6 separate regions of the Mus musculus genome follow, and all the other regions are linked to region 1. The links are chromatin contacts, called in public Hi-C, HiChIP or PLAC-seq and promoter capture Hi-C maps. All regions are on one chromosome and are shown on one strand. The core of a region is the stretch at or near the end of the contact, and the rest is flanking DNA. Distances in the headings are between cores, read along the strand shown. Region 1 holds the start of Kctd6 (potassium channel tetramerisation domain containing 6). Region 2 overlaps Gm45521 (predicted gene 45521). Region 3 overlaps Abhd6 (abhydrolase domain containing 6). Region 4 overlaps Abhd6 (abhydrolase domain containing 6). Region 5 holds the start of Oit1 (oncoprotein induced transcript 1). Region 6 holds the start of Dnase1l3 (deoxyribonuclease 1-like 3).

Region 1 (4,108 bases), core at 578-3,077:
CAACCTCGTGGGCTAGAAGAAAGGAAATGTAGGCAAAAAGGGAGAAAGTCCTACAAGAAATTATGAATCTTCTGACAGTATCAAACCAGAAGAATATATACTCTCCAGCTTAAGTGCTGTCAGAGTCACAAATCATAAAATTCTACTTTCCCTCAGTTTCCACCAAAATGGGTATTATGACCTTCCCAAAAGTAACCACACCGTTTAAACACAATGGAGGTAAAACTGGCCGACAGGGCAGTGAGGAGTGGCGCTCTGGATTCACGTGCAGCATGCCAGCAGAGGGCTGTGAGAACCTGAGTAGACCGCCCTTTACTACTCGCAGCATCACCAAAATTTAAATAGGTAAGTCAGACACGGTGGGCGAACATGCAGGTTAGGACCAATCTGTGTTCCCACTCTGTCCCGTCCCTGGCCCTCCTTTCCCGGAGATCCCACCGCAGTTGCCGTGAGAAAAACTAAAGGTAAAATGATGTCCAGCGTTCGCAGAGACAAACAGACACGTGAGCTCTCGGGACTTCTAGAAAGCATGACTCAGGGTTGTCTCAAGATAAAGCAGAAGACACACATACGTGTTCCGTTTAAAATAGACCCCAACTATTAAAATCCAGGATGCGACGATGGATCATAGGAGTGACCATAAGACTGCTTTCCACGCTATTGCTTCAGCTAAAATACACTTTAAAAATTTTCAAATTCTATGGCCATCTTTCTACCTACGGTATTACAAAAAACTAAGAATCCGTGTGGGCTCCTGGTTTTCATCCAAAGGGTGATTCTCCCACCCTACCTACTTAGATCTTTACTCTTTTGAAACACTTCTGGCTTTGGGCCTGTAATACCCCACCATTATTCCCATACTAGAATATCTGCAACAGCGAAAAAGATGAGCCTGCCAAGGGGGGTACATTGGAGCAGGTTGTTTGGGCTATCCCAGACATTCTTAGCTAAACCAGGTCACATCGGTCTATTTGTCTGCATCACGAAATCCTGAAACCAGGTTTATCAACTTGCTGTATGTACTGGTGTACAGAACAGAAACATGACAACTTCAGCAGAATATCCAAACAGGATCTCAGTCACGTTTCGTTTCCCCGTCCCACCCCCAGACACAGCCTCCGCTGCCATCGCCCAGCAGGTGCTGCAGGGGCTCCCCACGACCTCGCCAAGGATCACCTCTTAACACCCAGCACTAAATCGCCGTGACATCCCAAAATTCCGGTAAAAAGCTGCAATTTGTGCACAAAACCCAAAAAGCAGAGCTTTAAACTAGGGCAGTGGCGGCTAATAAACACCACTCCCCAAAACACCAACCCTTTGCCCCGCAGAGCCCGCTGGTCCCTACTCCGCGGTCTCCCGCAAGCCAAGCCCGGCCGGCCACGCGCACCGAGCCCCGAACCCGAGCCGGAGCCCAAAGCCCGAGGCGGCCGCGCGTCCCCGATTTCCCCGCCCAGGCCCCGCCGCGGGCTCGTGCCAGCCCGGGGACGCGCGGCCGCCACCCGCCGTTCTCCTCAGCCCGACTTCCCGCAGCCCCGGCCCGCAGGCCCCGCTCGCGCCCCACTCACTGCACGAGCGCGGAGGCGACCCGGCCGGGAGACGCCGGCGGCCCGAGAGCGCGAGCGCGGGGACGAGCGAGCCCGCGCCCCGCGGCGGCAGCGGCGGCGGTGGCGGCGGCGGCGGCGGCGGCGGCAGAGGGGACGAGTGAGCCGGAGCCCGGAGTTGCGGCTCCAGCTGCCCGGCGCGGGCGGCGCCTTCTCAGCAGAGTCGCGGCGCCGAGAACGCGGACGCCCCCTATCGGCGGCGCGGGGCGAAGGCCGGGAAGCCGGATCGCCGCGGGCACTCTGGGCGCTGCCGGGGCGGCGTGGTCAGGCGGGCTCTGCAGCAGTCCCGAAGCCCCGCCTCCGTCCCGTTCCTATCCCCGCCCCGCCCAGGACTCCCGCGCGGAGCTCCGCCCAGGCCACGCCCCTAACTCCCCCTCCGCTTTCAGCCTCTCCTCCTGGCCGCCAGCAGTCTCTTCCCTGCTTGCCCAGGACTCCTTCTCCGCAACTGTTTCTCCTCAGCTGTTTTCACTAAGTCGATAGACCTCATCGCATGCAGGGCTTAGAGAGAAGAGCAGCCACCCAGACCGAGGCGCGTCTCAAGACTCAAAAAAGCAGCCAGTAGACACACACAAGACAAGTTCGAATCCTGGTGAGAGCGGTCCAATAAGAAGGCTGCCTTGGCCGGGCTTGGTGGCATACGCCAGAACTCCGGAGGCAGAGGCAGGTGGATTTCTGAGTTCGAGGCCAGCCTGGTCTACAAAGTGAGTTCCAGGACAGCCAAGGCTACACAGAGAAACCCTGTCTTGAAAAAACAACAACAAAAAAAAGAAGGCTGCCTTGGAGAATAAGGGAAGATGTGACGATCTGATATATATAAAATATTAGTATACATTTAATGTTATTAATATTGATGTAATTATATTATATTAATATATACATAATAATGTAGTTAATATTATTAATGTATTAATATATAAGACTCCTGGCCTTATATATTAAGGCAGGCCATTCTGTAAAGTAATGGCTTAGAGGGACCACCGATCCAGCCTTTTAGGCAGAGAAGAGCAGCCAGTTAGAAGGGCAGAGCTAACTAACGTCATCCTGTGTAATACCTCTGAGGATCTTAGTCTGGATGGGACTGGCAAGGGTAATGTCCCTTCAGGAAGGACATCAAGGCTGCAGGGCTAATTGGATTCCATGCATAGACAAGATGCAAAAGCCACCACTTCTAGCTAGCCAGATCTCAATCCACTTCTACATGGGTGAAAAGCCACTGGCCTTAGAAACTCACCTGGGCCAGGCATAGTAAAAGTAGTGCACATCCTTAATGCCAGCACTTAGAGGCAGTGGCATGTGGGTCTCTTGTGAGCTCTAGGTTAGCCTGGCCCACATAGCTAGTCTCTAGGACAGATGAGGCTACATAACGAGACCCTTTCTCAAAAGAACAAAACAGAAACTTACCTGGTTTACACATCTGCATGTTTGTGAGGTGGTTCTGAAATCTAGTTTTTATATGTATGATCATCATCTAATATTCTATTTTTTCTCCAAAAATCAAATTGATAGGTTAAATAAGCAATGTGGACTTCAACACAATGGACGGCTACATTGACATCTAAGCAAGGATACAAACTAATTAAGAATATGGGAATAGGGCTGGAGAAATGGCTCAGCGGGTAAGAGCACTGACTGCTCTTCCGAAGGTCCTGAGTTCAAATCCCAGAAACCACATGGTGGCTCACAACCATCTGTAATGGGATCTGATGCCCTCTTCCGGTATGTCTGAAGTCAGCTAAAGTGTACTTATGTATAATAATAAATAAATCTTTTTAAAAAGAATATGGGAATATGCTCCTGCAAATCAGGACACAAAATCATACATACAGGACCCCAATGTTGATTTTAATACATACAGTACCCCAATGTTGATTTTAATACATACAGTACCCTAATGTTGATTTTAATACATACAGCACCCCAATGTTGATTTTAATACATACAGTACCCCAATGTTGATTTTTTTTTCCCTATTTTTTTGTTTGTTTTGAGACAAGTCTTCTCTGTGTAGCCTCGCTGTGCTGGAACTCACTCTGTAGACCAGGCTGGCCTCAAACTCAGAGATCCGACTGCCTCTGCCTCCCAAGTGCTGGAATTAAAGGCGTGCGCCACCACTTCCTCACCCACCCTCCCATTCCCCCCCCACCCCCCGGCAGCCCCTACTAACATTGATTTTTTTTTTAAAGGAGTACACATAGACAAAAACTTTGATGACTAAACCATTGAACATGGTATTCCAAGGCAACAGGATACAAATGTTAGTAACTTTTGCAAAAGATTTTCTCAAAAATTATGTGTATTTAAAAATTTATATATTTTGCTTGCAATGTATGTAAGATGCTGCCTGTGCTACTTTCAATGCCTGTGCAGGCCAGAAGATGGTGGTGCATCCCTTGGAATTGACCTTATAGACGGCATTCTTAGCTACCATGTGGAGCTGGGAATAGAACCCTGGTCCTCTGGAAGAACAGCCATCTCTCCAGCCTCCACTTATTGCTTCTTAATGTTCT
Region 2 (3,984 bases), core at 1,091-3,590, 250 kb after region 1:
TGGCCTTGAATTTGCTATGTAAACAGGGACGATGACTTTGGAGTTCTGATCCTTCTGCTTCCACAGCCAAACACTGGATGTGGCCAAACCTCCTTCCTGCGGTGCTGGGGACCTGGGGATTGAACCCAGGACCTTGCGTGTGTCAGGCAATGCCTCTACTTTCTGAACTAGTTGCCCATCCTCCAGTACTTCTTGGCTGGCCTTCCAGGGGCGATTAAGGTATAAAAATTGAGGACAGCTGCCGTTAGTGATGAACCTATTTCTCGACCCACACCTTTAGGATGGTGTTAGCTATATGGCACTGCCCCTGGGAGAATGGAAGAAACAGCCCTTGGATGGTCATTTAGTAGTGTCAGGCTGGTGTGCAGCATGTTCACTGAGGAAGCCGGTCCTCTTCTGAGCAACATGGACTTGCTGCTACAGGCATCACAATTCATGGATAGAGCCAAGTACCATGCCAGAGGATTGCTAAATGAGACTTTAATGACTGACAGACTGTCAGTGTGACCTGCCCCAGGGAGCTTGCTCCAAGACTGTCCTTCCTCACTACAGACCTCTCTTCATCTTCTTGAGTCCCAAGATATGCCCTCTTCTGTCCCAGGAGCCCAGCAGAGGCCCCAATGACTCCAGTAAGACCAGTGGTTGCTGGTGTTTGAGTAAATTCAGCAGGTGTTTTCCCAGCAACTCTGCCACGTCAGGCTGCTGGGTGAGTCCCAGGACAGCAAATTTCCACTCTGGTCCTTGGGCACACTGTCTGTTTTTTGTTCTCTCTCACTCAAGTCTGATTAGGGAAAACCAGATTAAGTTCGTTTATTCAATATTTTCAAGAGTGAGTTGTCTGTAAAATGTCAGGGTAAAGGAACAAATCTGTAAAGGGCTGGAGAGTCCTCTGGAGGTGGCTCCTGAGAGACTCCTTTGTCCAGTTCACTCTCTTCAGACTGACGGTCGGCCTTTTTAACTAGATTGGAGAGTACCACAATGCCCCGACTTCACAATGCAAAGTTGTAAATGTCATGGTTGTGCAAAGAGCTATGTGCAGGTCTGGGCTTGCTCCCTATGGATGCCTCCTAAGCAGAGAGGTACTGTGGACACCAGTGGCTGCCAGGACTCCATGGGGCACAGTTTTCATGTCTGGGATTGTGTTTAGGAGTGCTTTCCAAGCAAAAAGAGGAAGACCCATCCATACTGGACCAATAAGGACTGGTGATCAGAAGGCAGGTGTGCTGGGCTGAATTCTGGGGATGTTGCAGTCTTCACTGAGAGTGTCTTGCCAAATCATCCAATTTGTAAACAGGTCATTGATGCTGTGGTTAGGAAGTGAGGTCATCTAGCGAGGTCTGGGCACTGGTCCAACATGCTTATATCCTTATACGATAGAGGTTTTGTGAAGACAGGCCCCGTGGGATCCCTCGATTCCTGGATCTCCAGCCTCCAGAGCAGCAACAGAATAAATTTCTATTGTCTGAAGTCTCCCAGATTTTCATAGCATAGGAGAATGGATACAGCAGGGAACGAAGATCTGATGAGAAGTTAGATCACAGCTGTGGCTCCAGGACAACCCAGGGACAGGTCAGGTGTGGCAGACACGGATTAGATGTGTGGAAGTCCTTTCTCTTTATTCTTGCTCGGGGTTCATGGCAATAGGACACAATCCAGCTGTCACCCATCTAGCAGTCACATGACTTATTCTCACTAATAGAATGTGAGGGTTAGTAACAACATTTGTCAGTGCCAGGCCAAGGCCAAGGTGGTGAAGAGAGTACGTCTGATGTCAGGCATGGGAGCCATGAGAATTTCAGGCAAGAGTTCCAGGCCAACCTGAACTCTACATGAACCTTTATCTCCGGAAAATCGAGTGAACAGAAACCTTTCACGATCCCAGTGTCTCTACACTCCCTATCTTTCTTCCCTTTCCACTGGACACAGAGGACTCTAAAAAGGATTCTGAAGTCTGAGTCATTGGCGGAGCCACCACCAGATAGGGGACAACGTCTCCCAGGATGAGCAGCTACTCAGCATCATACAGGGCTAGGCTGGGACAAATACATCGTTAATGAGTGTGGGGAAGAGAAAAAACATGTTATGTTTATTTGTTTAGGAGTTGGGACTTAGGAGCTGCTTGTTGCAGCATGTGAAGCAGAGCACCTCTGAACGATGCAGGCTCTGAGGGGTGAGGGAAGCAGCCAGAGGAGATGGCAAGTTCTTCCCTGAATTGTAGGACACACCGGGACAGAGCAACTCTGCTGTAGATTCCATCAGTCTAATGCAGAAGAATAGCCTAAGAGATTGGTGCTTGCCTACGTACCTTGCAGGCTCACAAGCGCCTCCTCTGTCCAGGCCTGCTCATGCAGCATTGGATCACCCCAGGAAAAGAAACAGCATTGCTAGTGACGGATGGTAGGACGCGGCAGCTTTGCAAGCAGCGGAGTTCTCTGTGTGTAGACAGGAGCCCCAACATAGGATGACAGTACACCCCAGAGGTGTATGCCCGTGGTCACTTCTTCAGGTCCATCTCACTCAAGGAGGCGGGGCTCAGCAGAACATGGAGTGAGGTAGGGCTGGGCCGAAATCTCTCCCATCTGGCTGGTCCAGATGGATGACAGGGGGAAAGGAGCCGCTGAGGCCTTTTCCAAGTCAAGTCACATGATGTCATCTGATCGCCGAGGGTTAGGGAAAACGCCATTTTTGATGTAAAATGACTTTGTGATGGGATGAGTTTTGGCATGAGCCGGTGTCCTGTAGTCCTTCATGAAATCCCCTAGAACACAGCAGAGGCCTGGATGAACAAGGGTCACCACTACTTTCCTGCTAGTGCCTCCCCCCATATGGTTGGGGGTCAGCAGTGATGTGCTGTTAAACGGGGGGCATGTCATCTGTCACTCAGGAATAGCCACTGCCTTTCAATGTCCCGAGCCCTTTCCTGAGGATGTTCAAAACTCCTTACGATCCAACAGCTAGAGGCTGCACAGCATGGTGGAAACTCAAGACCTCACACAGGCCTCTGGCCAAGATCTGTTTTGGTCACCCAACCCTAAGCTCACTTACCATGCTTCTTATTCCTGCTACTGTCAGGACTGTCCCTCATTCCACTGTACAGAAAGATCTCTAGGGGCTGCCCAAGGCCAAGCTAGCTCCCCAGATGCCCACCACTGCAAATTCTGCCTGGTGAACCAATAACAATGGTCATAATTTAATAATAATAATAATAATAACACTAATAACTATGCTTGTCACCACTTTATTGAGCACTTACTGTGTATGGGGTATCAGGCTGCTGCTTTATATACACATAAGGGAATTTTTGACTGACCCAGCTGGGACCTGGATAATGTCCCTGAATCTTCTTTGAACCCCCTGGGATGCTTACTTTATAATTAGGGTAGGGGACAGTATCAGTCAGCAGAAGGTCTGGCATCTGTTTCCAAGGTGACACCTGAATTGAGTTTGGGCTCAGGATGTAAGGGGAGGCTTATGGAATGTTCTAGAGATTTTGGAGCAACTGTGGGCTTAAGCGGCCGATGGTCTGCCTTCTGGTTGTAATCCAACACCAGCCTAGCAGCCAGGGAGCATTCAGAATCAGGCTACCAGCGTGGCTGGTGTTGGATTATATTCTCAAGTCTGGGTTGCCAAAGAAAGCATGGGCTGTCCAGTCACACTTAGACTGCAGCTACTCGTGAATAGTCTTTAGCGCATGCTCCATACCGAAGCTACTGTACTCTCATACAAAAGTATGTTACCTTTGTATCCCGTGTGTGTGTTTGCAAAGCCTACCAACACAGTGGCTTCACAGACAGCGAGCATGGGCCTGTGAGGCAGAGCAGGGGAAGAAGACCCTTGGCACTTAAACTGAGATAGATGCTCTCTGTGAATAGAAGAAGTCAAGTCCTGTTTGGAAGAGAACTGTGCAAACTCACTACCTAGGACAGGACTCTGTAGTGGGCCTTCCTTAAACTGTCTGTCAGGGTAGCCTCCCAGTCCTGACCA
Region 3 (4,252 bases), core at 125-2,624, 160 kb after region 1:
CCGGCTTCTCCAGATATTCTTGAACAAAAGACCCCGTGCATACTTTGGTATACACTGCTGTTCATCTGCTTTCTATACTTCTCTCTGCCTCTTCTTGCTTCAAACTTTATGGAAAATCTTTGGTAGGCATGATTCCTCAAAAGCAGCCACAAATGTGCTTCTCGGAATGAACTTGTTGCATCTTTGGAGAGCTGGCTGTGACCTGAATGGTAGCCCCATAAATTCTTAAGTTGAAGTCGGCATTGCCTGATTTGGAATAGTGCATTATAGATGTAGTGGTTAAGATGATGTCATAATGGAGCAGAGAAGCCCTAATCCAATATGGCTGGTGTTCTTAAGGGGGTAGGGGGAGGAGGATGTGGATCAAGATATACACACTTGCACGCACACACGTGCACGCACACACGCGCACAAACTGCCGCGGGGAGATGAAGGTAGAATCCAGGGACTAAGATAGGGGATGCCAAAGATGGTTGCAAGCACCAGAAGCTAGGGGGACATGGAGAAGAGTCTCCTTCAGCTCTCAGAAGGAACCAGCCCTGTTGATGCCCTGACCTTGAACTTGCAGCCCCTAGAACTGAAAGATAATACATTGCTCTCAGTTGGTTGAGGCCTCCCCACCCAGGCTGTGGTCCACAGTTGCTGCAGCCCTCTGAAACAAATGCAAGCCTATATGACAAAACTTATCAAAACTTTGAGCACATATGATTTTTGATCTGGTGACTTCACATGCAAAACTGTATCCTTTAGATGGAGCATCATGGTCCACAAATACACATGCACAATGCTCACTGGAATGCTGCTTACTGTCCAAAACTGAAAGGGACCTAAATGGTCAGCAGGATAGAATGAGCACTGTCCGCTTCTGTGTTGTGTTTTGTTTTTGAGACAGGGTTTCCCTATGTATCCCTGGCTATCCTTACTCTGTAGACTAGGCTGGCCTCAAACTCAGAGATCTGCTTGCCTCTGCCTCTGAGTGCTGGGATCAAAGGCCTGGGCTTTGTAACACCCAGCTACTACAGGGTCCTTCAGAAGGATGAAGAAAGACTTTTTTGGTCAAGAATCATTACAGACGACAATAAATCAGGTGCGGATGGGGGTGTTTCTGAGGAGCAGGATAACTTCTTGGTTTCAAAGTATCTGTCTATAACCTGCTTATTAGAAACAGCCTGATGAGACTGTTAAAATGACCATCCCCAGTGAAGAGACAATTCAGAGAAACTCAAGTTAAAGAGTGTTTTATAAAATAACTAACCAAATAATGTGTCGAACACCTTGTCAAATGAATGACAAAGCCAGCCAGAGAATGCCTCCAATTAAATGAGAATAAAGACAGCCATCCAACAGGAGCTCCTGGGCTGGGTACTGGCTCAGGGCGGTAGGAGGGTGAAGAGGCACAACCTGAGGTAAATGACAAACATGGACTGTGGGCTGGCTCCTCCATTCCCAGAATGCTTTGGTTACATGAAAGGGTGGGTTTTCTTTTTTTGTTTGTTTGTTTTTAAAGATTTATTTATTTTTATTTATATGAGTACACTATAGGTGTCTTCAGACACACACAAGAAGAGTGCATTGGACCACATTACAGATGGTTGTGAGCCACCATGTGGTTGCTGGGAATTGAACTCAGGACCTCTGAAAGAACAGTCAGTGCTCTTAACCACTGAGCCATCTCTCCAGTCCTGAAAGGGTATTCTTGTTCACAGAAAATATACTCTGAAGTTCAAGGGACCCTAATGTAAGCAAATTACTCTGTGTAGTCTGAATAGATTGGGACACTACAATCAATGTTGTAAATGTAAAATTTAAATTGCTAGTAAATAAAACTTGGAACACTTGTGCCATAAAAAAAATACTCAGTGGTAAAAAGAAAAAAAAAAATTATGTGTCAGATAGTGGTGGCTCATGCCTTTAGGCCCAGGAGGCAGAGGCAGGTAGATCTCTGTGAGTTCCAGGCCAGCCTGGACTACAGAATAGGTTCCAGGACAGCAGAGTTACATTGTGAGACCCTGTCTCAAATAACAATACAACCACCAAAAATCAGACAAACACAAAAACCAACCAACCAACCCAAAATGCTGTGTATGGATGAATCTTAGAAGCATGCTGCAGGGACAGAGGCCACCTGCAAAGGACTGTAGCCTACATGACACCATTTATATGCAATTTCTAGAAAGGCCAAAGTTAAAGAAAGAGGGCACGGCTGTGCATGGGCATCGATACAAGCCATGAATGGGAGGACCCTGTGTGGTTAGAATGCTCTGGAACCAGGCTGTGGACAGGGAGCCCAGGGGGAGCTCCACTACACACAAGCTCAGCAACCATAAAGCAGGGATGCTAAGATGGCTCAGTGAGTAAGGGAGCCTACCACCCACACCCACACCCCACCCTGCCACACATACACAAACAAAATCTAAGTAACTATTTTTCAATCAATAAAGCAGCTAAAACTGATGAATTATGGTAAAGGTAAGAATGCTTTGTATTTTTTTTTTTTTGCTTTTGTCTTATTTTTAAAAGTTTATGTGTATAGATGTTTTGGCTGCATACATGTCTGTACACATGGCTGGCATTTGAGGAGGCTGATGGGGTGTCAGATCCCCTGGAACTGTACATATGTATGCTTGTGAACTGGAGTAGGGCAGGTAAACAGTAGCCGCCTTTTGTTCTGCTTTGATTTATGGTGCTAAGAATCGAACCAAGCACTCACACATGCTACTTGAGTGCTCTGCCTCTGAGCCATGGTCCCTGCTGTTGTTAACTGGTTTTGTAAACAATGGTTCCCTATGACACAGCCATGTCATATCTTTACATATCACCTATGATACTTTACACACAAGCAGAACTGAGTGAATGTGACAGAGACTAGCTACAATGTGGAGAGCAAAGCTACAATTATTTACTATTTGGTTCTTCACAGGAAGTTTCCAACTTCTGGCTTAAGAGAATTCCAGATATCTTGCAAGGAAGTAAAGGAAACAGGAACTAAGATTTGGAAGTAAAGGACACAAATTTACACGATTAGATTTTCATGTGACAGAATGGCTTTTGGTAATTTTGACTTAAACAGGGCCTGTACTGCTAAGTTGGCTGCCATTTCCTGAACTCAGCAGGAACCATCGCACAGAGGCAGAGCACTCTGCTTTACCTTCGTAGGTAGCAGAATGCAGGTCCATGTCCCTGCACCTGACAGATAAATTAGGGTTGGAAGTATGGCTTACGGTAAAGTGATGGCTTAGCATGAACGAGGCCCAGTGCTGCACACTGGTAGCCTGCAATTCCAGGTTTGGGATGTGCAGCCAAGAGGAGCTCATGGACGAGGCCAGCTTGGGCTACATGGTAAAAGAAACCTTATCTCAACAGCAAATTCCCTTTCATGCTAAAAATCAACCATCACTGTTCTCAGCTCAGAGAGCCGTGGCAGACGCTGGCACCCAACATAAGAAGGCTACCATGGAGGCTTGCTTTAAAGATGACCACTGGCTTTTTTCTATAGGGTCCTGTGACATACCTGGTCTTGTTTCCCCCAAATGATCTGTGTCGGGACCTTGATCTTGTCCATATTCTCATGCAGAGAGTATCTGGATTTCTCATTGACGATTTCCAAAAACACTTGTCAGAAAAGAAACACACAGTGAGTCTAAGTATGCGGGTGTCTCCGTAGTCAGAGCTTCTTCAAGCCCAAGCCACCATCTCCTTTCTTGAGGGGCCCAGAAAACATTCCAAATACAGAGGTTTACAGATTACGAGGCAGCCAGCCACTAAGCCGCAAGTGGAGCGGGGCTACTTACATTTCCGGTAGAAGCTGTTATGAGGAATGCGAACATCGACAAGACCTTGAAGGATCTGAGGGTGAAAAATCCAAAGTTAGAAAACACGAGAAGTCTCACTTCCTCCAGCCTTTTATAGCTCTGCGGCAGCACAGGGGGCAGTGCTCAGGACGTTCCTACACTGTCAAGGGCTGGGCCTGTGAGTCCCCAGAATGTAGACTATAATTGGGAGGCTTTACAGAAGCAAATCAAGGGATTACAGAGAGATAGCTCCATAGTCAGCAGCACTAGCAGCTCTTGCAGAGGACCCGGGTTCAATTCCCAGCACCAACAAGAAGGCTCACAACCATCTGTAACTCCAGTTCCAGGGCCCTGATGTGCTTGTCTAGCCCCTGTAGGCACTGCACACACGTGGTGCACCAATACACAGGCAAAACACCTTTCACACTAAACAGTAATAATAAGAAAAATTAGGAAGTGTG
Region 4 (4,318 bases), core at 1,178-3,677, 180 kb after region 1:
CTTTCCATTACTGTGATAGAGATCCATGACAAAAGTGACTTGGAAACGAAAGGGCTTATTTGTCTTACAGGGTCTGGGTCACAGTTCATCGAGTGGAGCCAAGGCAGAACTCAAGGCTGGAATCCGGAGGCCTGAACTAAAGCAGAAGCCACGAAGGAGCCAGAGGCAGCTGCTCACTAGCCGGGTTAGTCTGCTTTTCTATGGAACCCAGGACCACCTGCCCAGGGATGGCACCACTCACACTGTGCTGAGCCTTCCCCATCAATCCTTAGTCAAGAAAATCTCAATTTAATGGAGGCATTTTCTCAACTGAAGTTTCCTCTTCATGAATGACCCTAGTTCATGTCAAGTTGACAAAAACCTAACTGGCTCACTGCTCATCGAATGCTGTTAGTAAAACCTATTAGGATTTGAGATGGTTAGCCACTTAACTTAGGGTCCACTGAATAAAAATATCTCTAACAAGAAGAAAATCTTTCAACCCATAAACACAGTATAGCCTGTCAAATTAGAGATCACCAACTACCTTTCATGGCTACTTCCTATATTTCTTTTTCTTTCTTTCTTTCTTTTTTTTTTTTTTTTTTTTTTTTTTTTTGGTTTTTCAAGACAGGGTTTCTCTGTAAAGCCCCGGCTGTCCTGGAACTCACTCTGTAGGCCAGGCTGGCCTTGAACTCAGAAATCCGCCTGCCTCTGCCTCCCAGGTGCTGGGATTAATGGCATGTGCCACCATACCTGGCTACTTTCTATATTTCTATGTAGAACATTTTTATGTTCTTTTTTTAAAGGGGCCGAGGGGAATGTTACCTTTAATATTTATAATTTATTATTGTTATTTGTGTGCGCACATGCCACCATGAGAATATGAATGTCAGAGGGCTTTCGGGAGTCAGTTCTCTGCTTCCATTCTGGTTTCCAGGGAACCACCTCAGTTCAACAGCATCGTGTGGTCAGGACCTTTACCTGCTGAGCCATCTTCTTAGCTCCCATGTTATTCTTTAGATTTATTATCGGGTAGTTAAGAGTTATTGACACTAAAGTAAGTAGTAACGTTTAAAATTTTAATTTGTTTGTTTCCGGTATTTGGGCATGCCATTGATTTTTGGTTATTGATTTTTTTTTTTAGATTCACATATTTACTTTGTGTATATCAATATTTTGCATGCATGTATGTGTACCATGTGTATGCCTGTTGGATCCCCTGGAACTGGTGGTGTCAAGGATAGTTGGAAGCCATTATGTGGGTGCTGGGAATTGAACCTAAGACCTTTACAAGAACAAGTGCTCCTAACCAATAAGCCTTCTCTCTAGCCCTAGTTATTGATCTTGTATTCAGCAATGTAATCAAACTCACGTCTGGAGTTTGTATGCACATCTGTACATGTGTGTAGGTGTATGTTCTTAGATGTGTATGTGCTTGAGTATGTGCTTGTGTGTGTGCTTGTGTGTGTGCTTGTGTGTGTGCTTGTGTATGTTCTTAGATGTGTATGTGCTTGTGAAGGCCAGAGATGGACACCAGATGTCTTTCTCAATTGTTTTTCCTCTGTATTTTTCAACAAACATAGTCTCTCACTAGATCTAACGCTCACTGATTTGGCTAGATTAGTGGGCAGCAGCCCAGGAATCCTCCCATCTCTGCGTCTTCAACACAAGGATTATAGATGTGTGCTGCTTCACCCAGATTTTCTCATGGATGCTGGAGATTGGAACTCAGGTCCTTACGGTAAGCACTATACCAACTGAACCATCTTCCTACCTGGACTCTAAACTTCCCTATTATTTCTAATTATCTATAGATTCCCCCAGATTTCCTATGTATATAATCCTGTCATCTGCAAACAGGATTTATATTTTTATTTTTAATTCTCATTCTTTGTTTACATTTTATTTATATAACCAAATGATTTGGTATGGTTCCTAACCTCAATTTCATGATCAAGCTTTCTATAGGAAGCTTAGAAAATCTCAGCCTTTTCCATTGTGAGACCAGTCTTGTTATTTCCACTCTGCAGTGGAAACCAGAAACAGGGCCCATCACACAGCATGGCCACAGCGCACAGTTGTGCCCTCTGCTGATTCATGGGGAAACATCTGTCACTTCTGCAGGAGCCTATGACACTGTCAGATCGGTTGGCCATGCCCCAGGAATACTCAGACCCAGAGAGAGCTGCCAAGAAGACTAGCTATGGCCTACAGAGAACATCAGTCTCTGGTCCTTGAGCTGGGCAGATCCTAGAGGGAGTCAAGATGCCCAGTGATTTCAAGCCCTTCTGCCCAAACAGCAGGACAGCTGGGATGTGTGTGCCACAGGGCGACTTCTAGAATCTGTTGTTCCTATTTGTGTGACAATATTGAAAAGTCACCTGAGTGCCCAGCCAGGTTAGCAACTTCACTGGTCATCACGACAGGCAGCCAAGCAGACGATGGCCTTTGGAACAGCGTGATTAGGGGGTGTAAGTGATGCGTGGGAAAGCTGTACTTCCAATGACGGCACTGTGCAAATGCCGCTTGCAGCGGGGAGATTAGGAGGAAACAGGCTGTGCTTTTCAGTGAAGCAGAGGAAGCTACTCCCAGGGCTTCTGACAGCTCTCTGGGATGGCATCAGAAGCCGTTACTAAAATCTCAATCCCTCATGTCACCTTGCCATCTGGTGAGTCTGTGATCTGAAAGTATTCCAGGATTTTCACCCTTTTCAACTAGCTGAGTCTCCTTTTGGGCTATGAGTCTGAGTTCATGCAACAACGAGCACTGTGTTTGTTGTTGGCCACTGCTTAGAGCTGGGTGACGGGCAGTCAGACTTTAAGACACCATTCAGTCATACAGAACACCAACAAAGGACTAACGGCTCTGCTCAATGGGGTCTCTGGCTTCTGATGGTATCATTTGCTGATTAAAGTGAACTGTTACAAGTGAAGAGCCAAAGATGGGAACAACCTGTGTTCATCAACAGCCAAGGGATAACCAAAATATGGTATAATCACACTATCCTTGTTATTTTGCTTCTATCACAAAAACCTGAAGCCTGGGTAATTTGTAAAGGAAAGGCTTATTCAGGTTGATGGCTCTAGAGCAGTGATTCTCTCTCTACCTGGGGCTTGAATGACCCTTGCACAGGGGTTGCACATCAGACAATCTGCATATCAGATATTTGCATTGTGATCCATAACAGTAAGCCAAATTACAGTTATGACATAGCAACAAAAGTGATGTTATGGTTGGGGTCACCACAGCACGAGGAACTGTATTAAAGGGTTGTAGCACTAGAAAGGTTGAAAACTGATGTTCTAGAAACTGGAAAGTCCCAACCATTGGTGTGACTTCTGTTTGGCTTTTGGTTAAGGTTTTCTGCTGGTTCAACTCATGACAAGAAGTCAAAGGGCCACACACTAAAAACAAACCAAAGTATGGGGTGCTGCCTTGACCTCCAGCAACCAACTGCCATGTCCAATCTCAGCACAATAGCACTGATTTCTCTAAATGATCGAATGCCCTCTTACAGCCCTTTTAATGCCATTCCATTGGGACTGGACCCTCAACAGGGGTTTGGGAAGTGCAAATCCTCTTGACACCAAGTGGCTACAATGAAAGATCATTCTACCATAATAACAAAACAAGAACTGACCCCCGAGGCAGCGCACATGGAACTTGGTGGCACAAGCCTGTAATCCCAGCATTGGGAAGGCTGACGCAGGAGGATCACACATTTATTTAGTGTGAACTTTGGGGTGATAGAAAAGATCTCGAATGTCATGACAATACAAAATTACAACTACAACATAACCATTCAACTGTATACACTTTCATGCAACCATATCCATGTTATTAGTCCACATGTGCAAACTGCACTCTCTGCTTCAAGCTCACTCATTTAACAATAATGGCATCTGTGTGTGGAGGAGCATGGGCCTTGGCAGGGTCCTGAGGAGGGGACATGGTTCTGACCTCTCTATGTCTAGGACCACCCAGGAGTCTTGGCAATGCAGCAAGGACAGTAGCATTGAGGCAACTAGAGGTCTAATTTGTCAATGCAGAGGTGGGTCGTAGGTGACCCTCCCAAGGGTTGACAGCTTCACCCACACGGAAAAGGCAGAGAGAATGAAAGATCATAAACCATTTTGCCCTATTTGCTGCTTTCCAAGGCTTGGAGCCTGAGCAGTGAGTGGAAAATTCCATGAGCCAGTGAAACAAAAGGGAGCCAGAAAGGAGGGCAGATAGAGGGCATCCGCCTCCTGGTGCCCTTCTCCACGTGAGAGGTTCCCTCTAACTGCCCAGCTAAATCTCTTGGGGCTTATCTACAGTATGGAGAAGAACCTGGTCT
Region 5 (4,232 bases), core at 1,202-3,701, 160 kb before region 1:
TCTAGGGCTGCATGCAGCCTGCAGCCTGCAGTCTGCAACCTGCAACCTGGACACGCCTGGAAGGGTATAATGTGTTCTCTGACTCTATGCTCACAGCAACCTTGTAACAAAGGGATTATCCTACTCATAGAAGACAGTGTCGCTATGAAGATGCTTAGAGTAGGCCCTAAAACCATGCAACCCCACAGGGTCACAGTTGCTGACTGGACTGGTCCTTGCCAAATGCCAGCTGTGTGACCAGAACTCATGCTTCATTTGTTATTTGCTGTCTTCACCAGGCACTGTATGAGGCCCAGACAGCATGCTGGTGAACACTGTCAGTATCCCCTGACTGTGTGGACTTCACTTTCCAGTACCACAGGACAGACAAGTGAAACCAGTGCTGGTGTCAGAAAACTGTACCTCAAAATGTGGCAATCTGCCACACTGAGCTGAACAACCTTGGAAACTGGATCCCTTTGACCTTCTTGCTTCTTCCTGAAGTACAGTGTAGCACTTCACTGGTATTCCCCTTCTGAAACAGCTTCTCCTACAGGAAATATAACTACCTTAAACTCCTTGGGACTCTATCCCATAAGGGAATGATGAACCCTGGGAGAAGAGACCAAAAGTCATCACTAAACCCAGCCGGGCTTTGCCTGGACTCCTCACAGGACAGCATGCCTCGGGATATTGCCTGGCAGGCTGTCTGTGTCTGCAGGGAGGCACCTCCTCACCGGTACCACCCACCCCAACCCCATGTTCCTCTTTCCTATGAGAACATTACATTCTGACCCTGCAAATTCTCAAGTTGTGGCTAGCTCCAGTATGCACGTGCATGCTAATAAATGTTTTCTCTTGATATGATGGGTAGGGAAGAGACTGCCTCCTTTTCTGCCCATACAATAGTAATGTTTTCAGGATGTTGCAAATGCTATACACAAAATAAGTTATGACCCTGCTTGTATAGAATGACTCCATACATGGCCCATGTCTTAATTCTGCTACCTGTAAATATGTAGTGTTTCCAAAAAAATCAAAGGTTAAATTTACTTATTCATCTGCTGGTCTCAAGAAAGCCAGGATGATTCAGACTACCCATGTGGGCCCAGTGCCATCCCAGGGGTAGTCCTCAAGATGGAAGAGGGAATGGAGGGTGACTGAGGGACAGAAGGAAGAAAGAATGCTCAGCAAGTGGCAAAGGTGCTGGCTGTAGAGAAGGAAAGAAGTCCCTGGAGGCTCCTGCCTAAGCCCCTGCCTGCTGGCACCTTGATCCTAGGTGAGCACTAGACACATGTTTGAAGCCACCAAGCCTGCAAGTCACTTGTCACAGCATCCCCAAGGCTCTGTCCTTAGAGAAGCTGCCTCACATGTCACCTCTTGCTAGAAGTTTCCGGGGTCACTGAAGTCAGAGCTTCTTGCAAGCTGCACAAGTTTCTACCTTGCCACCATTTTAAATGCTTCGCTTGTTTATTTGCTTTGAGGAAGGTGCCCCCACCCCCATCCCTGAGCCCATGAGGTGTCTGAAGCAACAATATTCAGAACATAAACACATAGCTTCCCCTACTCTGCTGGCCTGAGATGCACACACACACACACACACACACACCAGGGACTGCTCCCTGCTCTTCCCTGACACTATCTCCTGGTATTTGTCTTTATATCCTGACCAGCTGCTGTACCTTACGTCCCAAGATACTCATCCCAAAGGGTCTCACATCGTTTTGGGAAGAAATTGGGGTTAACAGATGGGGAAGCCCTAGCCCCACCCTGACGCAAGTGTATAAGGACCAAAGGTCTTTCTGGACAATAATGCATCCTAAAGAGATATATAAAGAACGTAAGTCTATGTTGGTGACAGAGCCTAGGATGTTAAGTCCCTCCCAGTGAACCTGAGTGGCATATATCGCTTTCACTGTGCTTTTCCCTGCTTCCTCCATCCACCCCATTTTAATCTATAATTCACTGTGCTCCAACCCAAACCCAGACTCCTTCTCCCATGCCACCTCCTCTCCCTGTTGACCCAAGAGCCCCCGTTTCCCTCAGTGGGCTCAGAGCCCTCGAAAGCCCATTCACTGACTCACTACACCTACCTCAACCTCACTCAGGCCCTGGACGGTTTAGCACCGCTTGAGTGGTTTTGTTTTATTATTTGATTTGGGGGTGGGGGGTGGGGGTTCTGCTCCAAAGTTGTTTGTGCTAGCACCCAAGCGTCACCTGGGAAGGCTGGAGCTGCTGTATTTGGAAGAAAACAAGCACAGTCCTGCCCAAGCCCCTACCAGACTTTAGCCTCATTTCCTCTGCTGAGAGCTCTAGATTAAACTTCCTCCTTCCTGGTAAGGTGTTTAACGAGGCAGGGAGGGTTTATGGCAAATCTCTTCCAAGCAGCGCTCAGCATGGGTAGGGCTGGAAGTAGCTACCCTCCCAAGGAGCCCAAGACCTGGCTGGTCACTCCCTCTAGGCAGCTGTATCTAAGAGCAGCCGGCTAGAGAGGGCCAGCACCAGCACCAGCACCAGCACCAGCACCAGCACCACTCCCATCCTGCCAAGAACCAGAAGGCTGCTCTTCAACAGCCAGGCCAGAAAAGCAGTTGGCTGGGTTAAAGACTCAAGCTATCAACAGCTGATCCATCACCTCTTCAACGCGAAGGCAGTGAAGAGTGAGCCCTGAGCCTCAGGTATGTCTCTGCCAGACCAGAGGGGGCTTTACTTCTCGGTCCACATTTTTGAACTAATGATAGAGGCAGGGAAGATGGAAGATGAAGAAGCAGCAAGCCTGAGAAAGAAAGCAAGAGCAGAAAAGGGAAAGAACGCAACTGTAGGCTGCAGTGAGGAGACTGCCTCTGAAGGGATCAATCCCAGCTGACAGAGGGGAACGCTGGTTTATCACTCAGTGCAGGCCATGTTGATTAGTTATGTCTGCTGTGAATACAAAAATAAGATCTAGGGTTCAAAAGCCTGGGATTTGAAACCCACTGTAGCTCACTGTAGATGCTATCCCTAGACCACAGAGAATCTCCACATGTATGAATTCACCTACGTATATGGGCTTCTAAACACACACATTCTAGATGAACATCAAGTTCCACAAATATTTGAATAATGAATAAGGCCAGGATGTTCTCTGGCCACAAATGTCATTTATCTCTGAAAAGGTTGAGCTGAAAGGTTATGACAAAGGTATGTGGTCTTGTGAGATTTCCTGATAACATACTGTCCAGCTAGTTCCTCTCACTAAGATATGTTTTCCTCATCTGGGAAATGGGAATGAGGGGCTGAACATCCTGGCTCAGCGTTAGTTACCTCTTGCCTGTTAGGCATCTGTGGGAGGAATGAGTGAAACAGATAATAGCACCAGCCGCTCTTCATGGGGGGTTGGGTCTCATTATTACTCCGCTCCTGAGAAGGGGAGCCAGAGGCCAGAGAGCCTTCATTCTCCCCGGCAGAATGGCTGCAGAGGCTGTACCCAGGCACTGTGCCCCAGTGCCCTGTAATACAGCTGGTTCTGGAGTGGCCCTGCAGATGGGTCACTCACAGTGGAGCAGGTAAACACACCATTGTTTTGGCCAGAAAGCAAAAAACAACCTGTGGGGGACCATCATTATCAAATCAATTTTGTTACATGTTGGGAAGATAGCCTGAGAGTTAGGGACAACAGACTTCTCTCGGGAGGTTAATTTGGCTAAGGCAGTGTGGAATTAGGTGGGAATTAGGGGCCCTGCAGACCAGAAGTGAGATTTGAGGTGTCCCATCCAGGTTCAACACAGTTGTAGGGGAGGGTTTGACTTTGCCAGTTGATCCATCTGTGTCTGCTGAGCTACACCTAGAGCTATGCTTGGAGCCTTCTCTCGTGCGTATCATTCACATAGCCTTTTCTGAGCTTAGGCCTTGGCAGCAAGCTGTCCCAGTTGCTTGCTATATCCCAGTAGGACTTTGGGGATCTGCAGAGCTGAGTAGCCTAACCTGCTCACGGACTCTTTGGCACTTTTTCCATGGTGGAGGATATCTGAAGTCACTGCTTGGCAACACTTCCTTAGGCTGAAGCAGCCATTCCTCCTGGGGTGAAAGCTGTGTCTGATGGAGGTGTGGACAGCCAGTAAGAGGACTGACTGACTGTTGCTTGGAGAAGATGCTGAAACCTCCTATGGCTGATACCAATCCTTTGCTTTTGGAAGCTCTCAAAGGCAGGTGGGAACTCTGAATCAGTTTCCTCCCCAGAAACCAGACAAGAGACCCAAAGTCACTGAGAGAGC
Region 6 (4,261 bases), core at 23-2,522, 220 kb after region 1:
AGAGAACCAGATATGAATGATGGTGGCCTAGAAGCATAAATTTAGGCTTCCCAGATACTGAGTTTCTACACGATAACATCTTGGGGTTCTGTTTGCTTGTTTATGCGTATGGGTGTTTTGTCTGCATGGGTGTCTGGCACCCTGTGCATGCCTGGTGTCTGTGGAGGCCAGAAGAGGACCCCTTGAACTAGAGTTCCAGACCATGATGAATGGCCATGTGGGTGCTGGGAGTTGAATTGGCACCCTCTGAAAGATCATTCGGTGCTCTTAAGCTCTGAGCCATCTCTACAGCCCCTAGTTTCAGGATGTTTTTATAGGAACAAAACAAAAGAAAACATTGGTGGGAATACCAGGTAGGTGGCTTCAACAAAGCAGAAAAACCCATGTTATTGGCCTTAGTTGCCACCTGATGACATTCTTGGATTCCTGGTTAGAGGGAGCTAGGGCTCTGCCCATGTATTCCAACAGGGGTTTACCTGACTGTCACAGGATGTGAGGTCAAGCACAGGTGTTGGCAATGGGTGGCCTTTAAAGGGCGCTGAAGATGGCTGCAGGAGAATTTGAGTTTTCAGTCAGAGCGGTGGTATTAGCCAATCAGCTTTGTAGGATCTGGAACGTGGGTGCGGCTCCACCACCCCATCCCTGGTGCTTTGGTTTACACACATGAGTTTTGCTAGAATTACACAACGTTAGCTTGTGCTTCTCACCGCAAGCCTGAAGCTGCTGATGAGATGTGATGACACAGTAGTGTGTGCATGTCGCAGGATTGCTGTCTGGCTGCTCACACATTGCTTCGCACAGCTGCGTCAGACACTGGAAACACCTGTTTGGGTCACACGACCCAGCCCTGCCCACCCTGGGACTTTCCTGCTGGCTCTTTATCTCTGCTGCCTCTGAGGGCCTCAGCCTGTGACGCTTCTGCTCCTGGGATCTCCACCTCACCTTCCTCAGATGCCAAGGTATCCTTGCTTCACTGAATTCAAACTAAACCTGACCTTATGCACCCACGGGGACTGCTAAGGAGACACTGCATAGATGTGTCCAGTGGTGACTGTTCACCAGGTCTTTGTCCCCCAGCAGGTGGCTCCACCAGTCCAGTTCCTTCTGTGTGAACATTGCCAAGCTCATCAACTCTCAGGGAGAGGCCCATGGCTACCACAGGAGACATGCCTAGAGATCAGAGCTAACCCCACCCCACCCCTGCCCACTGAGATTATGAGTGGCTTTTAAGGAGGCTGGTTTGTAAATGCAGCATGACGTTTTCCTCATGAGGACAAGAAAACCAGAGGCCTCTCTAATGGCTAACCCATTACCTTCATTTCCTTGGGGATTGAAACGCGTGATGGTGAGTTCCTCAGAGAAGTGAAAGTGACCTAGAGGGATCCAGTAATTCCTGTTATCAGCCTGCTTTATAAGTCAGTGAGCCAGGCACTGTCTTCATCCAGCCTGAAGTCCCAGGAGTGCAAAGATGTCCCTGCACCCAGCTTCCCCACGCCTGGCCTCCCTGCTGCTCTTCATCCTTGCCCTCCATGACACCCTGGCCCTAAGGCTCTGCTCCTTCAATGTGAGGTCCTTTGGAGCGAGCAAGAAGGAAAACCATGAAGCCATGGATATCATTGTGAAGGTGAGTCATGTTCCTGTCCTGGACACCACTCGCACCTTCTCCCAGCTGTGGACTCCAGGGGTCTGAAGTTGCCCTGGAGGTGAGGGGGAGGTAAGGACAGGCTTAGAAGGTGGCTAATGATGATGGTCACTCCATTACCATCATCACTCAGCTCTGGGTATTCTCTGTTCCATCTTCAGACTGGGTGGATCTGTGCTTCCCTCGGGGGTGTTGCAAGTTTGCTTGAGCAGGTAAATGTGATGCTCTTGCCAGAGTCTGGCTGGCAGTCAGTTCCAGGTACCGGCTGCTGTTCTGACGGTTTTAATTGAACATACTGAATGTCTGTGTCAGTCACTGTAAATACATAGTCTCATTTGTCAACTTTTCAAGCAAGGGCTGTTGAAGAGAATGAACTCAGAAGGGCTATGAGGTGCTGGGGAGCTCCAGGGGCTGGTGGTGAGGGAGCTGGGGCAGCCCTGCCTGCCTCCTCTTCATAATCTTGGTGAAGCAGGGGAGCCCCCTCCTGGCGCTCTCTCCCTCCCTCCTCCCCTCCCTCCTGCGTTCTCTCTCTTTCTCCCTTCTTCATTCTTCCCTTGCTGTCTCTCTCCTTTCATCCTTTAATCCCTTCATCCCTCTCCCCCATTGATTCCCCAACTCTCAGTTCTGCTCTGTCTCCCTTTACGAATATTTCTGTCCTTGGGCAATATGACCTGTCTGGGAAAGCTGCTTATAGTTTTCTGGAGCCAACTGACTCTCTGTCCCATGGGTTTTGATCCTGGGACTCTGTGGGGTGGCTAGTACTTAAAAACAAACAAAACAGAGTGGGATTGGGGTTTGCTTCCTTTGGTAGGATGCTTGCTTTTTATGAAGTCCAGAGTTCTATCCTCAGCCCTGCACAAACCAGGCATGGCGTCCAACACCTGCAATCTCAGTACTGGGGAGGTACAGGTAAGAGGGTCCAAAGTTCAAGGTCATTGTTGGCTGTAGAGTAGATTAAAGGTCAGCCTGGTCTACACAAGACCCTATCTTAGCACAACATGACACACACACCACCACCACCACCTCTACCAGTAACAGCAGCAGCACCAAAGGTCCCAGTGTGTGGTGAAAGTGCCAGCAGCCCTGGGTTCAGACCCCATCTCTCAGCTGAGGGAGCTCAAGGTCCCCGCTCTTCCTGATACTTCACGTAAAGTGGGTGTGGCCGGTAGTGCTAGTCGGTGAAGCCCACCTGAGGCAAGCTGAGCCCAGCGGAGGACACTGCTGTGCTACTGTCCGGCAGAAGACCTGCTGGGCTCCTGCCAAGATAGTCCTGGGCCCCAGGTGACAATGCCCTTTAGGTGACAGCTAAGCACCTCTGGATGTGTTTTTAGCAGGGCAGCTGTGCTAAGCCAGTGGGAACTTTGACACCACAGCTTAATGGAGAAATCTAACACGCAAGGAAACTATTTCCCAGCATCTTCACACGTGGCCCAGGGACCACGTGCCTATCTACATTCCTGACTTATTCAACCCTGAAAGTTTTGCTACACTCTTGGGGGCTGTGTTCTGTTCTCGGGTGGTTCTGGTTCTCCACACAGCTTCTTCCCAGAGCTGAGTGAGTCCCACGAGGTCTGCTTAAAGCTTTTGCCAAAACTTCATCCTATCCTCACAAAGCCAATCTCCCCAAACTCTCAGAGCCGTCTAACAGAACAGTGGCAGTTGACTCCAAACACCTGGTGCTCAATCAGGATCCTTAGTGCTTGTGAGGATCAAGGAGAAAGACACATTTGCCGCCCAGAGAATGCAAGCAACGTTCTTTGTAGCAGAGCATTCAGGTTAGTGGTGTAAGTGTGCCATGAGAAGGGCGTTGTGTGACGCTACAAGTTAGGGTTTAGGCAGGGCAGTGGTGGCACACGCCTTCACTTCCAGCCTCCCCAAACTTGGAAGGCAGAGGCAGGTAGATTTCTGTAAGTTCAGGTCAGTCTGGTCTACAGAGCAAGTTCCACAACAGCCAGGGCTATGTAGAGCCTGTCTTGAATAAAAAAACAAAAACAAAAACCAAAAAAACCCTCCCCTGAAAACAATCCAAAACAAAACAAAAAGTAAAAACAGAAGTAAAACAAGAAGTGAGAGTTAGAAGAATATTATCAGTATTTCTTATGAAGCCTATGCTGGTCAAACTCTCTATGTAACCAAAGGTGACCGGAACTTCTGATCCTCCTGGCTTTACCTCCTGAGAGCTGCGATTAAAGGCATGTGCTATCACCTGGTTTATGTTGGAGACTGGTGTGCAGCAGGCAAGAATTCTACCAACTGAGCTGAGTCCCATCTGCTCTGTAGTCCTCTGCACATAGCCCTCTGTACAGCTGCTTCCTCTATGGTTCAGTGAGCATTGGTGACCTGAACAGCAAGAGAATGTGAGTAGTGGGGGTCTAAACTTCAGATCCCCTTTCTGGCCACCACACTCAAAAGCCAAGGAGATCAGCATGCCAGAGGCCAGGACCCTCTCTTGAATGACTGACTCACCAGCATAGAGTAAGTGTAAGCCATGGGCTCAGGTTCCCTTCCCAAGAGCACAGTCAGATTTCCTGTTGACGTCCTGTTGCTTGCTTACCAAGCATTTCTGAACCCTGCATCTCCAGCTGATACTGGTTTCTGGCTTCCTTGCTTTATCTCTGG

Evidence for each region. Promoter capture Hi-C pulls out the DNA fragments that hold promoters and counts their contacts. A called contact is a pair of places that touch in the nucleus more often than the background predicts. HiChIP or PLAC-seq counts read pairs in DNA pulled down with a chosen protein or histone mark.
Region 2: a contact with region 1 is called in a Hi-C map of the N1E-115 cell line, with 4 times the contacts expected there. The contact joins the enhancer-like site here to the promoter of Kctd6 in region 1. A contact is called at or near these places in 10 of 39 promoter capture datasets (the 3T3-L1 cell line, 3T3-L1-derived adipocytes, the C10 cell line and 6 more), 13 of 484 Hi-C or Micro-C datasets (the MNK3 cell line, the N1E-115 cell line and embryonic stem cells), 13 of 115 datasets of contacts at active chromatin or transcription factors (embryonic stem cells, epiblast stem cells, extraembryonic endoderm stem cells and 3 more) and 3 of 9 other capture datasets (adipose tissue, embryonic stem cells and liver).
Region 3: an H3K27ac HiChIP or PLAC-seq map of embryonic stem cells shows a contact between it and region 1, with 29 read pairs. The contact joins the enhancer-like site here to the promoter of Kctd6 in region 1. A contact is called at or near these places in 6 of 39 promoter capture datasets (the C10 cell line, the HPC-7 cell line, embryonic stem cells and 3 more), 4 of 484 Hi-C or Micro-C datasets (all in embryonic stem cells), 5 of 115 datasets of contacts at active chromatin or transcription factors (all in embryonic stem cells) and 2 of 9 other capture datasets (liver and pancreatic islet).
Region 4: a promoter capture Hi-C map of hippocampal neurons shows a contact between it and region 1, with 1.7 times the contacts expected there. The contact joins the enhancer-like site here to the promoter of Kctd6 in region 1. A contact is called at or near these places in 6 of 39 promoter capture datasets (the C10 cell line, the HPC-7 cell line, cranial neural crest and 3 more), 2 of 115 datasets of contacts at active chromatin or transcription factors (both in embryonic stem cells) and 2 of 9 other capture datasets (liver and pancreatic islet).
Region 5: a Hi-C map of colorectal tumor organoids shows a contact between it and region 1, with 4 times the contacts expected there. The contact joins the promoter of Oit1 here to the promoter of Kctd6 in region 1. A contact is called at or near these places in 1 of 484 Hi-C or Micro-C datasets (colorectal tumor organoids) and 1 of 9 other capture datasets (adipose tissue).
Region 6: a promoter capture Hi-C map of pre-B cells shows a contact between it and region 1. The contact joins the promoter of Dnase1l3 here to the promoter of Kctd6 in region 1. A contact is called at or near these places in 10 of 39 promoter capture datasets (the 3T3-L1 cell line, 3T3-L1-derived adipocytes, the C10 cell line and 6 more), 1 of 15 datasets of contacts at CTCF or cohesin (embryonic stem cells), 5 of 484 Hi-C or Micro-C datasets (CD8 T cells, muscle stem cells, regulatory T cells and 1 more), 5 of 115 datasets of contacts at active chromatin or transcription factors (embryonic stem cells, extraembryonic endoderm stem cells and large pre-B cells) and 2 of 9 other capture datasets (adipose tissue and liver).

Annotation. Positions count from the first base shown.
Region 1 is chr14:8,211,800-8,215,907 of GRCm38.p6, reverse strand. Kctd6 (potassium channel tetramerisation domain containing 6) reads right to left here and starts at 1,827. Exons shown (of 3, transcript NM_027782.3): 1 at 1,566-1,827.
Region 2 is chr14:7,959,292-7,963,275 of GRCm38.p6, reverse strand. Gm45521 (predicted gene 45521) reads right to left here. Exons shown (of 2, transcript NM_001371278.1): 2 at 2,059-2,758. The coding sequence ends at 2,640. Among named protein-coding and RNA genes, the nearest start is that of Gm45521, 4.0 kb to the right of the region's middle. Within about 2 kb of position 2,340, at least 49 of the 459 cell types and tissues checked have an H3K27ac peak or open chromatin away from gene starts, as enhancers often do. A contact at or near this core is called in the MNK3 cell line, the N1E-115 cell line, epiblast stem cells and 1 more, where this site is marked.
Region 3 is chr14:8,049,168-8,053,419 of GRCm38.p6, reverse strand. It overlaps Abhd6 (abhydrolase domain containing 6), which reads right to left. Exons shown (of 9, transcript NM_025341.4): 7 at 3,792-3,846; 8 at 3,512-3,612. Among named protein-coding and RNA genes, the nearest start is that of Gm41094, 4.3 kb to the left of the region's middle. Within about 2 kb of position 1,374, at least 3 of the 459 cell types and tissues checked have an H3K27ac peak or open chromatin away from gene starts, as enhancers often do. A contact at or near this core is called in embryonic stem cells, where this site is marked.
Region 4 is chr14:8,030,575-8,034,892 of GRCm38.p6, reverse strand. The region is part of intron 2 of Abhd6 (abhydrolase domain containing 6); the gene reads right to left. Among named protein-coding and RNA genes, the nearest start is that of Gm41094, 23 kb to the left of the region's middle. Within about 2 kb of position 2,427, at least 40 of the 459 cell types and tissues checked have an H3K27ac peak or open chromatin away from gene starts, as enhancers often do. A contact at or near this core is called in hippocampal neurons, liver and pancreatic islet, where this site is marked.
Region 5 is chr14:8,376,982-8,381,213 of GRCm38.p6, reverse strand. Oit1 (oncoprotein induced transcript 1) reads left to right here and starts at 2,451. Exons shown (of 10, transcript NM_146050.2): 1 at 2,451-2,657. Gm41095 (a long non-coding RNA gene) reads right to left here and starts at 2,109. Exons shown (of 3, transcript XR_874217.2): 1 at 2,073-2,109.
Region 6 is chr14:7,991,193-7,995,453 of GRCm38.p6, reverse strand. Dnase1l3 (deoxyribonuclease 1-like 3) reads left to right here and starts at 1,272. Exons shown (of 8, transcript NM_007870.3): 1 at 1,272-1,624. The coding sequence starts at 1,469.